Regions from separate parts of the Gossypium hirsutum genome. Here region 2 is linked to region 1. The links are chromatin contacts, called in public Hi-C maps. All regions are on one chromosome and are shown on one strand. Each heading gives the region's core, a stretch centred on a gene start, on an enhancer-like site or on the middle of the called end of the contact. The rest is flanking DNA. Distances are from core to core; before and after follow the strand shown. Region 1 has its middle 7.8 kb from the start of LOC107900313. Region 2 holds the start of LOC107901356.

Region 1 (6,885 bases), core at 2,721-5,220:
GGGTTATGAATGAACTTAAATTTTCACATAATAGTGTTATTAGTTCTATTTTTTTCTTATATACTTGTTAAACCATCATTTGGTTTTTTGGAAGCTACAATATAGGGAAAAGGAAGAGAGATGAGTATTATACGGAACCAAGTGTTAGATTAAACCATCACTTTTGATGATGGAGCAATGATGCATTACTTTTTGGGGGCTCTCTAGGTTTTTTTTTAATTATAATAGGAGGGCAACAATATGATTAGTGCGACTCGAATTCAGATTATACTTGGGGCGGTGATTATCCCGAGATTCTGATTCTTTAAGTTTTGTAACCTAGAATCAATTTTTTTCTTAATGAATTTAATTGTTAGTATAAAATATATAACCCGAATTGATAGTGTAAGAGCCCATTTTTGCCCGGGCCCATACCAGCCAAATAAACCCAAATAATAAAAACAAAAAAAACAATCCATTTACACCAAGTTTAAACATTAAAAAAAATTATTACAAACCCAACAGGCCCAAAAATGAATTAAAAACCTAGCCCAAACAACTTTAACATTTTCGGCAGAAAGGAGCAAACCCTAAGCCTAAGCGCCGCATGCCCAGGCTCCAGCAACGCGCGCCGCTCCACCTCCTCGCACGCCGCCGCCGGCCGAGACTCGCCTATCACTGGCCTTCCACGCCTCTGACGCCTGCAAAATGAAGACTCACACGCAACAGTGGAAGAAACAATGGCAAAACGACAAAAGAATAGAACTTAAAAGTTGTTTAATCCGGCTATAAGAGCCCGAACATCATCTTTGTATTTTTTTTACTCATATCAGTAAATCAAAAGAACAAAACAGAAATTGAAAAAGGTTGAAAAATCTAATTATTTTCTTTTCGTCTTTCTGTTTTCTATTTTCTGTTTGCCTTTTTATTTTTCATTTTATTTATTTATTTAGTCATTTCTTTTTCAAACCGGCTTTAACAAGTAATAGAATATAAAAGAAAAAGGGAAAATACCTAAACCGCCCCCACAGCTCTGCCGTCAAAGGCCCATCGCCGTCGTCGGATTTGGGACCAAAAAGGGCTAGAAAATTATTTTCCTTCGGTCTCTCGGCATGAAAGGGTCGGGCTTTGAGCGCGCTGGAAGCGAGGGTTGAAACGCCCTCTTTGCGCAAAGCCAGCCTCCGGCCGTGGTGGCGCCAGCGGTGGCCCTATTGGCCAGATCTAAGGGTGCGAAAGGGAGAGATTTTGAAAGCTCTCGTTTTTTTTTTAGAAAATAGGGTGAAACTGATTTTTTCTGTTTCTTTTTAGTTTTTTTATTAAGGGTAATACGGCGCCATTTTGAGCCTTAGCTTCAGTGGCCAAAACGACGCCGTTTTGCGTCTGACCCGAAAACCTGACCCACGCTGAGGATCCGCGCGTTTCTTTGGGGGGAATATTTGCGCAATTAGTCCCCCGCTTTTTTGGACATGTTCAATGTAGTTTTTGTTTATTTTGATTGCGGCTCTAAATTTTATTTACATTGTAATTTGGTCCTAGAACCATGCGCATGCATCAGTATTATAAACGGCGTCGTATTGGGCCAAATGAAATGGGTTATTTTTGCGGTTAATCCCTCCGCTTTTGATTTAGTTCTTAATGGTGTCCTTTTTAGTTTTCTTAAATTTTCCCGTGTAATTTTGTTAACCTTTCATTTTAGTCCCGTTTAAAGCGGTGCGTATAAGGGTCAGGGATTAATTTCCCGATTGGCCCCTGCAGTTTTACATGTGTTCCAATCGACTTCAATTTCTTTTTATTTTTAAATTTCGCCCACTGTTTTTATTTTAATTCCAATCCAGTCCTTAATGTGTTTCTTTTTTAGTCTCTCAATTAATTAATTAATTATTTCATTTCAATTCTTTTTTTACCTATTTAATAACTGGCACTTCATTTTAATTACTTATATTAAATTGTTTGATTATCTTTTCTAATTTGATTTTATATGTTACTTATTTTAAACCTTTTTTGATGTCATTTTTTAAATCATTTGATGTAGTGTTTATTTTGAATTGCTTAAAGTGTTTATCTCAAACTATCCCAAGTTTTATTTATGTTAAATGTATATTGTTAATTTTGAGCATCTCATAGTATTCATTTCAAATCTTCATTATTTATTTTACATTGTTATTATGTGACTTCATTTCATGTGCTTTGACTATTAGTAGGCTTTAAAATATTGTACATAGTGCGATTATTGCTATCTTGTGAGTTGTGAATCGTGTGCTCGTATTTTCATAATGTTATCATTCCATCAATGTAACCCTTCATTCACGCATTGTTTTAAATGTTACATTAAATTTTTTTTATCCAAATATGCAAAGTAAGAATTTTGTTATAAGGCCATGCTTTGCGTTTTGGCCATTCGAGAAAATCAAACCCTAACTTACGGGGTTTCGATTTTTTTGTTAGGCCTAAATAGCAAAGAACCCTTTTTGAATTTCAAAATAATAAAAGAAATTTCGTTATAAGGTAACATTTCGCTTTTTGGGTGATTCGAGAAATTGTACCCTAACTTACAGGGTTTCGATTTTTCTCATTAAACTTAAATGGTGAAATGTTCCCTTTAATTTTAAAATATAAAATTTCAATAAAAATTAAAGTCAAGTTTATTCTCTAAAGTTTCAAATATCCCGTCCCAACTTACGGGGCGTAACATTTCGTTACTTTGGAATAAGCGGGTCTTTAACTCATTTTCAAATTTACTCAAACGATTTTTAAGTGTAAATCAATAAAAATGGATCGTATTTCAATTTGCTTTTTCAAATTTTCAAATTTCGGCATTTAGACATTAATTAATCAACTAGGTACCAATTTTTGGGCGTTACTTCCTTGTACGTAACCGACTCCTAAACCCGTTTTTCTGAATTTCGTGGACCAAAATCGTTGTTTTAATGAAATCAAATCGTTTATTAAAAACAACCTCTTTTCAAGGTGATCCGATTGCACCTTATTAAAAAGGATTGGTGGCGACTCCCGTTTTCGTTTTCAAGATCCAAGTCGACCTCGTTTTACAAAAAAATGGTGTCAACAGATAGCTAAGAAAAAATGTAATTTATTTGATAATACAACTTTTTTCTTATAGAAATTAATTAATCAACCGCGTATTCTTAGTGGATATGATTTTTTATTGGCATTTCAAAAGTGAGGATTTACATTCTATTGTTACGTTTCCACTTCAATTTGTAATATGTATAGAAAAGTTTATAAAAATAAATATATCTCAAAGACATGCATTGGTTGGATAAAGATGAAAATTAATTGAAATGCGGACAGAATTTAATAAAATTGTACAAAAAAAAATTGGTGAAAAGTGCAGAATGGGTGAAGGAAGCTGGTATTAAAGGAAGTAGGTATGGATCTATATCAGACATTGAACATTGTATCTTATAATGTTAGTTGGCCACCATAGATTTTGGGCTAGATCCACCATGTTTTACTTATTGATTGCAGGTGAGGGCTCACATGTCATCTGTCGGGTCACCTTTGCTGTGGTGTGGCCACAAGTGCCAAGATTTCGTGGACCATGCAATTCAACAAATGCTCTTACCTACGTATGGTCTCTTTATGGGTGTGTATTGGGGATGGGGACAATGTTTTTGGTTCATTGCAACCTGGAAGTTGGATATTTGATAGATAACTGCATAGCAGTCTCTGGCCCCAATGGAAAATTGCACACAAAAAAATCCTTCATTTGCTGCTAACTGCTGTGAACTCCTTATATGCTTCTAATTGAGGGCTGGAAATAGCTTATTTTACGATTAATGTTAAAAGCCAAAATGTTATGTGTTATACTAGGAGTAGGACTGTCTGTAATAAGACTTTAGTATGTGTAAGACTCTTTGTGGAACCCCTCGGTAGAATCATTCGATTAATGGTTTGACAAGTAGTCTCACTCATTAGATGCCATGGCAAGGGACTGCTGCATCAGGTGGGACCGTGTAGGACAGTATGGCGCTAACCTACCTGCACCTGCAACATTAGTTCGGCTACTGATATTTGACCCACCAATATGACTCGTCATGTGGTATTACAGGACAAGAAGTTATCTATCTATATAAGGGCGAGGAAAGGGACCAAGGATATGACATCAAGTCTCTCATTCCTTTTGTCATCTCCCCATTCAACCATAATTTTTTACCGCTCTCTACCCTACAGAGGTGAATCGACTTTACTCCACTACCATCTCTTCCATATTGATCTTTAGTATCAATGTTTAACTAAATAAAGATTTAATAGTTTTTAAGAATCAAATGATGGGGTCAACAAGTCAAAGAGAATATTGTTTGATTAGTTTTGGAATTGTCCAAAGAAAAAGATTGTATGGAGGGAATGCACAGAAGTTAAGTTTAGTTAGAACATATAAAACTGCATTTGGATTTTGGATTCAACCAAACTCTCCAAATACCCATAATTGAACGTGGCATATTTACTTTTGATTAAAACCAAGTACTTCTCTATAATTAATCCATATGTGAAACCAGTTTCCTGCTTGCATTTGCCTTTTCAGTGACCTTCTTTTCCATCCATTTCTCCATCAAACGAGCTCGTCGGAAACTTGACATTTCTTCATCTTCCTCTTCTACTACTCTGCTTCCGTTGCATTTCATGCTAGCTTTGCTTTGTTTCTTTTACATTTTTTCCCTCTAGACTGGTGTCACCACCATCGATGGAACGGTAGATTTTATCAAGCAGAGTAGATGAAAAAGATGGGTTATCTCTCTCCCGCCTGTTCACTGTTTTCTCCAATCTGTACATGGCTTCTCTTTTGCCGGTGAACAAGGGTTCAGAAGCAGCGAAAATAATAAGAGAAGAAACAGAAGATTTTCGCTGCAAAGAAATGAGATCACTGTTTCAAATTTTCTTTGAATTGTTGGAAATGAACGAAAGGAAATATGAAACAAAACAGAGAAATTGATGGGGTTCTTTTTTCTTGAAGCTGAAGATGAGGGGGGGACAGGAGCTGGGTGCTTATATAAAGGGTGTTTTACATCTTACTGCGATGGAAGTAATGCCAGATTGTTACGTCTCAGGGAAGGTAAAAGAAAACCTTATTTTCTTCCAAAAATAGTGTCACATTTGAAGATACATATATATTTTTGCTCTATTGATAATCAACTTTGCTTCCTGCAACATCCACCACAAACCTATATCGAACATCTTTTTTTTCCAGCCTCTCCATATCTGTGTTTATATAATCCATCTTCACCACTTCGATCATTGAGGCCGAATTTTTCTCCTTACAAAAATACCAACCTCTCCTCTATTTCCTCCATGCTCCCAGTGAAACTCCCTGTAATCGACTTCCTCCCTGTTTCCACACAAGCAAATCAAATACTTTTTTAGCTTTACACTTATGGAAAAACATGAAAAAAAATTCAAAAAGGAATTTCAATTTGACTCACCAAGCATGACCATGGGGTGAGGAACTGAAAAGGGGTGTTCATAACGCCAGTCAATTATCAATTTCCTATCGAGTCTCAGCAATGAAAGGTAAGGACCAACTTTGATTCTTACTCCCGTCGGGATTTTGCTTCCAATCACTATAAATAAGGTCTTTGAGTTTGCCATGTCTTGATATTGACGATGTCAACAAGTCGATTTTATGGGGAAATTTGTTGCCTCCATGCCACACAATTCAAACTTCTTTTCTTTTTTTTCTTTTTTCTTTGGATTTTTTTTTACTTTTTTTTTTCAACTTATCATGGTGCACTTCAAAGATCAGAAGAAGTATCAACCATCCAAAGTTAAGAATCGAAGTCGAAGGTGAACTGTCAGGAGGTGAGCGCTAGCTGACTTCAAGATTTTTGAAGACTACAACAAACATTAGGAGTAGACAGAAGACGTGCTATATTATTCTACCAAAACTTTGACGATGATTGAGGTATATGATGCGCGAGCATTGATCAACCGTTGAAGTCAAAGGTGTACCGTTTAGAAGGGAGAGCGAGCTTGTTGGAAAGCTCAAGATTTTTTGGAGACTTCGACAAATCTTAAAGGGCGAACCGAAGACGTGCTATATCATTCCGCCAAGACTTTGGCGATGGTTGAGGCATATGATGCTCAAGCTTACTTCGAGATTTTTGGAAACATCAACAAATATTTGGGAGTGGACCAAGGACGTGCTACATCATTTCGCCAAGACTTTGGCGATGACTAAGGCATATGATTTTTTTTTTCAACACCGATGTGGCAAAGTAGAGATTTATTCTGTTTTTTTTTTTCTCAACAACATGGTGCAGTGGAGATCAACTCTGATTTTTTCAACATCGATCGACATGCCGAGGCGGAGATCAATTTCAAATTTTTTTAACACCAATATGGTTAGGCAGACGACATTTTTGATGACTAAGGTGAATCCATTTCAAATGGAGAGAAGCTTTTGTAACTTCAACATGGCCAGAGGAGGATCCATTCCGAACTTTGCACCATCAATGTAACCTCCCGCTTTTTGTGGCGTCGAAAACAGTGATTTCGAGACACAAATCAGACGAATAAGTCCGTATTAATTATCATTTAATTCATATGAGTCAATTATAATGTGATATTGAGTTTTACTTGGTGAATTTTAGTTAATTGAATAAATAGTTAAGTATAAGTGGTTGTTCCGAAAATCAAGTGGTTTCGAAAAATGAGATATCGAGACCTCGTTTCTGAAAACCGAGCCTGTAAATATTTTTACTAAATATTGAGATATTATTTTGTTATGTGAAAGTTCGGTTTAAGAATTTTAATGTTTAGATAATTGATTAATTAAAAAGGACTAAATCATTAAAGTCGTAAAACTTAATCGCCTATTGAATTATAATGATTAAATGGCTTAATTAACTTAACTGGAAGATTTTATATGGCAAATATGCCATTTTTATTTAA
Region 2 (6,720 bases), core at 3,292-5,791, 150 kb before region 1:
AAAGTAAAATGAAAATATAAAAATATGTATATGTATATATATTTACAACATAAAAGAAATGTATATGTATATATCTATAAAATATAAAATATATAAAAGTTAAAAAGATAAGGAATAAAAAATAAAAAAATATAAAACGTATGTAAAATATAGGGCAATTTACCAAAAAAAGTCGTTTTTTTTCAAAATTTACCGAAATGGGCCGATTTTTTTATTATTTACCGGAATGTGCCATTTTTCGCGAAATCGCGTCCACGTCAGCGCGATGTTAGGGTACGTGTCAGAACATCGCATCCACGTCAGCGCGATTTGCTTACGTGGACACAAATCGCTCCTACGAGGACGCGATTTGCTGACGTGGATGAACAGTTTATGTTTTTAAACTTGAAAAACTTTGAAAGGCCATAACTTTTCGCTCGATTGTCCGATTGAAACGATTTTTTTTATTTCGAATAAATTTTCAAGATCTACACGCTGACAAATAGCCGAAGGTGGTTTGCTGTAGTTTTCGTTGAAAAAGATCCTTTTTTGCCCCTAAATTTTGATTTTTTTCGGTTTAAAATAGAATTTTGAAACATTCAAATCATTATTTTCCTTATTTATTTGAAGTAAACACCGGATCTTTTTTTACAGAATTGTCTTATATCATCCAGTTATAGGTATAAGTAAGCTCATTCCACTTTTGAGAAGTTCCCTAAAATTTTCCATTTTATTCAATTTAGTCCCTAAAACCTAAATAGTCATATTTTCAAATCTAAGCTTCGTTTTTCAATTCAAATTCAATTTCATCCTTCCATAACATTCAAATATTCTTAAATACAAAAATTTCATGCTAATTTTGAAATAATTACACTTTAGTCCCTATACTCGTAACTAACAAATTATACTTTAAAAATTAGTCCCTATTCATCTCTAAGAAGTTTTCCAGCGTGTAGATCTCGAAAAGTTATTCGAAATAAAAAAAATCGTCTCAATCGGACAACCGAGCCAAAAGTTATGGCCTTTCAAAGTTTTTCAAGCTAAAAAACATAAACTGTTCATGCCACGTCAGCAAATCGCGTCCTCTAGGGCGCGATTTCCGTCCACATCAGCAATTCACGCTGATGTGGACGCAATTTCCTGGCGCGTACCCTGACATCGGGCTGAAGTGGACGCGATTTCGCGGAAAATGGACCATTCCGGTAAATAATTAAATAGTTGGCCCATTTCGGTAAATTTTGAAAAAAAAGGGCTTTTATTGGTAAAATACCTTAAAATATATGCATGCGTTTATAAAGGCTTAAAATATATATATATTAAATATGCAGATATATTATATATAAAATATGCGCATGTATATGTATAGAAAATATAATAATAATGATAGTAAATAATATAATAATAATACAATGTCAAATAATATAAAAGAACTAAAAAAAACCGATTAAGGATCCAATTGAAAAATAAACAATGTTTAAGGGCAAAATTTAAAGATTGAAAACACCAGAAAAGGCCAAATCAAAATGCGCGCCACAAGAGGGGGACTAAAAAGGCAATATCCCCATTTAAAGTCAGAACGCGCGGATCTGCCTGGGCAAAACGGCGCCGTTTTGTCTTGCTTTAAATGAAACAAATCTGGAAAAAAAGAGAAAAAATAAAATAATTTTGTTTCATTTTTTAAGAAAAAGGCTCTGCTAGGGTTCCTTTTAACCCTTCCTTTTGCATCGCTGTTCGCCTGCGCCGACGCTCCGACCGCGGCGGAGATGGCAACAATCCGGCGTCCTTGACGGCAGAGGTAAGATCCCTTTCTTTTTTTATATTTTGAGCAGAAAATAAGAAACAAACAAAAGATTTTAACAAAACAATGAACATCAAATTGGGTACAACGAAAAAATATTCACCTCTGTATTTTAAAAAACTTTGTATTTCTTTTGAATCTTTCTCCCCATTTTTCAGTATATCCTCAATACAATATTGGTCTCCCTATTTTACAAAATAAAACGGCTTTATATAGCCCGAAAAATAAAAAGAAATCGAATATAATTGTTATTTTTTGTTGTTTCTTCTCTTTCGGACTCTTTGAGTTCGTGCTTGCAGGTGTTTGTAGAGCGCACGTGGAGGAGTCGGCCTCGAGACGTGCGGCGGCTGGAGGCTTTGCTGGAAGTAGGGAGGTTGCTGCTAGGTTTCCAAACCCTTCCTTTTTCCATTAATTTCGGGCCTGGGTTAGGAATTAACTATTGGGCCCGTTATTGGGTTTGTAATAAAATTGGACTGAAACATTAGCCTTTGTTTCTGTTTGATTTTTATTTATTTAACGGGCCGGGCAAAAATTGGACCCTACAGCTTCCAACCACACCGCCAGAAAAGTTAACAAGGGGATTTGCAGTCAATCCAATGCTAGTGCTTATGCCAGCATATTCATGTTGGTATTGTAGTTCCACCTGTTACAACAATAATAAAAACCTTGTCATGTACTCATGAGACCTAGAAGTTTGCAGAAGGGAAGGACAAACAAGAAGTTGAAAATGTTGGTATTTAAGAACAAAAAGCTTAATGACAGGAGTAATGAAGTCTCCATTACCTTGCCAGACCTTGGATCAAGGGCAATAAAACTAAAGATTGTCTTCAAACCCGGTGCAGGTTCATCAACAGTAACAGTGGTGAAAAGCTAAAAAGTAAAAATAAAACCCCCAAAAATCACAATTAGATAGTATATCTAAGAAGGCTGGACTCACCATGGTAAGAGCTAGTGTCAACTTTGACATTAGTTGTGATGTTCTTGTTCTTCAGCTCAGTGCTTATATTAGCCAACAAAAATTCACCTTTCTTAGTTCCAGTTGATGTGATTGCCTAAATATTTATCAAATTAAAGAACAAGAATATCAATTATATACGAAGTAAGAAGGTAGCATATAAAGAAGTAACAATGACCCCAAACCATGAATCTCTATATTAATCACAAAACCAAGCATAAAAAATATTCATGCTAACTACATCAAAAGAAATCATATGAAATATTTATAATTAGGCAAAAGCAAAATGATTTCATACATGAACATGGCAAGTCAATAATATGCAGAATTGCCGCACAAATTTTACACATAAATCTTGAAATTCAACAAACATAATAGACTAAAAGTCTATGTAAATTATGGGACACGAATAATAGGAAAGTTAAAATGTGAGTTCATTCATACAAATAAAAATAAATAAAAAGAACCAGAAATGAACAACAGAAGCCATTTCAAGAAATACAAACAAAGAGAATAAGAAGAAAACTCCCTTGAAAAACTTTTCATTGTTCTGTTCAATCAAATATGCAATAGAATTAAAATCGAAATTACGAGAACAAAAGATTCAGATAAAGACAAGGTAGTGGATGAGGTTTATTAGAGGTGAAGCAAAACTAACCTGTAAAATAAACAAGGAAAAAGAGTGAGCTGCTGATGAGTGAAACTAGTAAAAGACCAACGAGAAAACTGCTAAAGAGTTAAAAAAGAGTAGAAAGAAAAGAACAAATAAGGTTCAAAAAAATCAATCAACAAAAACGACATTAGCTAGATATTTCTTTTTTTTCATTCTTACCTTCGAGACAGGAAGATGAACGTCGTCGTCGAAAAGGGGAAGATCAAAGATGAATGTCGGTGACAGGTACTGAGAAGCGTTGTTGGCTAGCACCAAGCATTGGGTCGGAATTGCAAAGAAGGGGGAGAGGGAAGGGAAAGAGGGTTTTTCTTTGCTGGGGATGTGGAGAGGAAAAATATTGAAAAATGTCTTACAAAAAAAAAAAAAGTAAGACATTATCGTCTCCAAAATTTAACACAAAAATATGATGTTAATGTTATACATAAATCCAACCCAATTCAACCCAATGCAGCCCATAAATACCTCTAACCAGTATTATTAAAAATTCAATATGCTAATAAGATTTAACTCAAGCGGTTGGGTACAGATTATAGAACTAATTATCACTGAAATTTACTTTAAGCAAAGTAGAGAATGTTAATGACACAGTTCATTGGTAATTTTTCTTCAGGGTGTAGGATCATTGGGACCCAAAAGTAGAGCATGTTCTCACAATAAAATGAAGAATAAATACTAAAACCTTTTAATTTCATGAAGTAAATACAATAATAATATTATGGTGCCATATGGTAACCGTAGGCATGGAAAATGTGAGTTGCTCTTGCTCACACAAATATGCACTCTGAAATTCTAATGAGACCAATCGCCATACGCAATCACCTTGGCCGCCTATGAAACAAGAAAAGAAGAAATATACATATAAATTCATCCAACATGGCAAGTAAAAGAAACATCATTGTTTTCACTTTTTCTTGGATTAGGCAACTTTATCCATTTGCAATAACGACAAGCCATGGGCATGGCATCCCCATGTTGCCGTTTCTAAATTTTGAGGTATAAATGAAGTAGATAGGGATAGCTAAAGAAAACCCAGTTTCTCCACAAAGAGACAAGCAACATTGTTGAATTCCTTGACTCTACTTGCCAACTCATTTCGCATTATTGCCTTCTAAGAAGCATGCAACAAACAAGACGTGGGGCAAGGAGATTAAGAAAGGAAATATGTCAGAAACTCTAATACATCAATCTTTATCCTATGCAGAAAGAGAAGGAACAAACAAACCGCCCATGTGGATTGTCCATGCACATGGGCATGCAAAGCAAAGGATTGGATTACATTTTATTCTTTATACTCAAGAAAATAGTAAATTAATCTTTACACCTTAGATCAAATAGTAAACTAGTCCTTCATATTAAAAATTTTATCAATCTTTAATGTTAAAACTGGCATGATTGATAAAATATACAGACAGTTTACACATAGGGTGTTACGTACAACTTATATTGACATACATATATGGATCAGTTTTTAACAGTAGAAAACGATAAATTTTTTAATAAAAGACCAATTTACTATTTAATCAAATGTAAAAAAATTAATTGTTGATTTCTAAATAAATAAGACACTATACAATTAAATTTCTAATTAAAAAAACTCCATCATACTTTTATCAAAATCCAATGCATATATCAGTTCCCAAGTTTAAACAGAAGGTGTAAGCAAACTCTGACATCAGATGTGTACCATATATGTGATGGCTGATGACAATACATATTCCTCCACTTAGATGGAAACAAATAATATATATCTTTGGTGAAATTGGTGCTTACATATTTGGGTGACAATCTGACAGGTAATGTGGACCTGCTCCACTTCCCAAAGATGGATAACAGATAATGTTATTGACATTAAATTGTCATCACTTCGATATAATTTACCTTGTAATGTAGATATTATACACTACAAATGGTCCCATATTTAAACCAATTTTTTCTACTTTGCTTTCATCACATGGGCTGATCTGAATATATATTATTATAATAATCATATATACGTAAATATTTTACAAGTATTTTAATATATTAATAATTTAAATTATATAAATTTAAAACTTAACTTATATTCAATTCTTATATATTTTTAAATTTTAATATAAATTACTATTAAAATTCTGTATCTTTGAGTTCTATCATACTTGAGATTTCTCCAAATTTATATAAACTTAAATTTATCATATGCAAGCTTTATTAGAATATATTTTATATTTAAATTTGATTATATTTTGTATATACTTGCAAAAATTTCTTTAAAAACAAATAAATGACTAGGTCTGGACTCTTACCTTGGTTAGTCTTTTCTGAACTATCAAAAAAATTTAAAAATTAAAATAATATTTAGTTCTTGAATTTGATTTTTTTATTTATATTAGTTTCAAATTTTGACAAATTTTTTTATTTGATCCTTGAACTCAGATTTTTTAAAGTATGATGATATAATACTCCAAAATTATATCACATCATTGTCTAAAAATTTTAAAAATATAAACAATACAAAATATTAAAAATTAGAAAAGAAATTAATTTGTTTTAAGTTTTTACATCATTATCAATCCTACTTTTAATTTGAAAATTCTACCAAGAGTCAAGATAAATAAATAAAAATAAAAGAAGAAACATAAAAAATTGTAATTTATCTCAAATAAGAAAAAAAAGTGCTTTCCTAATTTTATTGGTTAATTTGTCCATTTCTGTTTCTTTTTTTTTACTGAATTGTCTCACATCAGCTTACATCGGATTAACTAATTTTGAGTTTTGCCTTTCAAATGATTAAATGAATCGTAAACTGTTGACCAAACTAATAAGAAAACCTTTTTCACAAATTAAACTAACACTTTGTGGGTATTTCTTTAGTTGTTCCTACTTGATATTGATTTTGTGGGTACATTTCATGTATTTATGAAGACTAATATTCAAGGTGTTTGTTATTATTTGATATATTAGGAATGAAGTTTTTAAATTTTGCAATTGGATTTAATTGATATTTTAAAAAAATAAAAATTAAATAAATAAAGCATATGATTATTTCTTTAAGTTCAAGAGCATAAGGTTATTTTTAATGTTTGAAATTAATTTCTTTTATTTATCTTTAAAAATATAATGTGCTTCATTTATCATTACATCTAACATTTTTGATGATATGAACAACGATTTACAGTTATAGATATCTAAAACAATTGTACCAATGGATTAAATATTTCATTAAAAAATATGAGATTCTTGAGGGTTTTGGAGATTGAATGTGACAATGTGGATAGGTACTACCCATAGTTCTTCTTCAACTCATAAATAAGAGGATAATACGCTTCAATGCATCCA

What was found. Hi-C and Micro-C count contacts between places; a contact is called where the count stands out from the background.
Region 2: a Hi-C map of leaf shows a contact between it and region 1, with 2.1 times the contacts expected there. The contact joins the promoter of LOC107901356 here to the enhancer-like site in region 1. A contact is called at or near these places in 2 of 34 Hi-C or Micro-C datasets (callus and leaf).

What each region holds. Positions count from the first base shown.
Region 1 is chrD06:7,576,791-7,583,675 of Gossypium_hirsutum_v2.1, reverse strand. No RefSeq gene overlaps it. Among protein-coding and RNA genes, the nearest start is that of LOC107900313, 7.8 kb to the right of the region's middle. Within about 2 kb of position 3,970, at least 5 of the 9 cell types and tissues checked have an H3K27ac peak or open chromatin away from gene starts, as enhancers often do. A contact at or near this core is called in leaf, where this site is marked.
Region 2 is chrD06:7,724,651-7,731,370 of Gossypium_hirsutum_v2.1, reverse strand. It overlaps LOC107901356, which reads right to left and starts at 4,541. Exons shown (of 3, transcript XR_005914450.1): 1 at 3,565-4,541; 2 at 3,391-3,461; 3 at 1,886-2,829. It overlaps LOC121218272 (a long non-coding RNA gene), which reads left to right and starts at 1,448. Exons shown (of 2, transcript XR_005914454.1): 1 at 1,448-1,774; 2 at 2,077-2,317.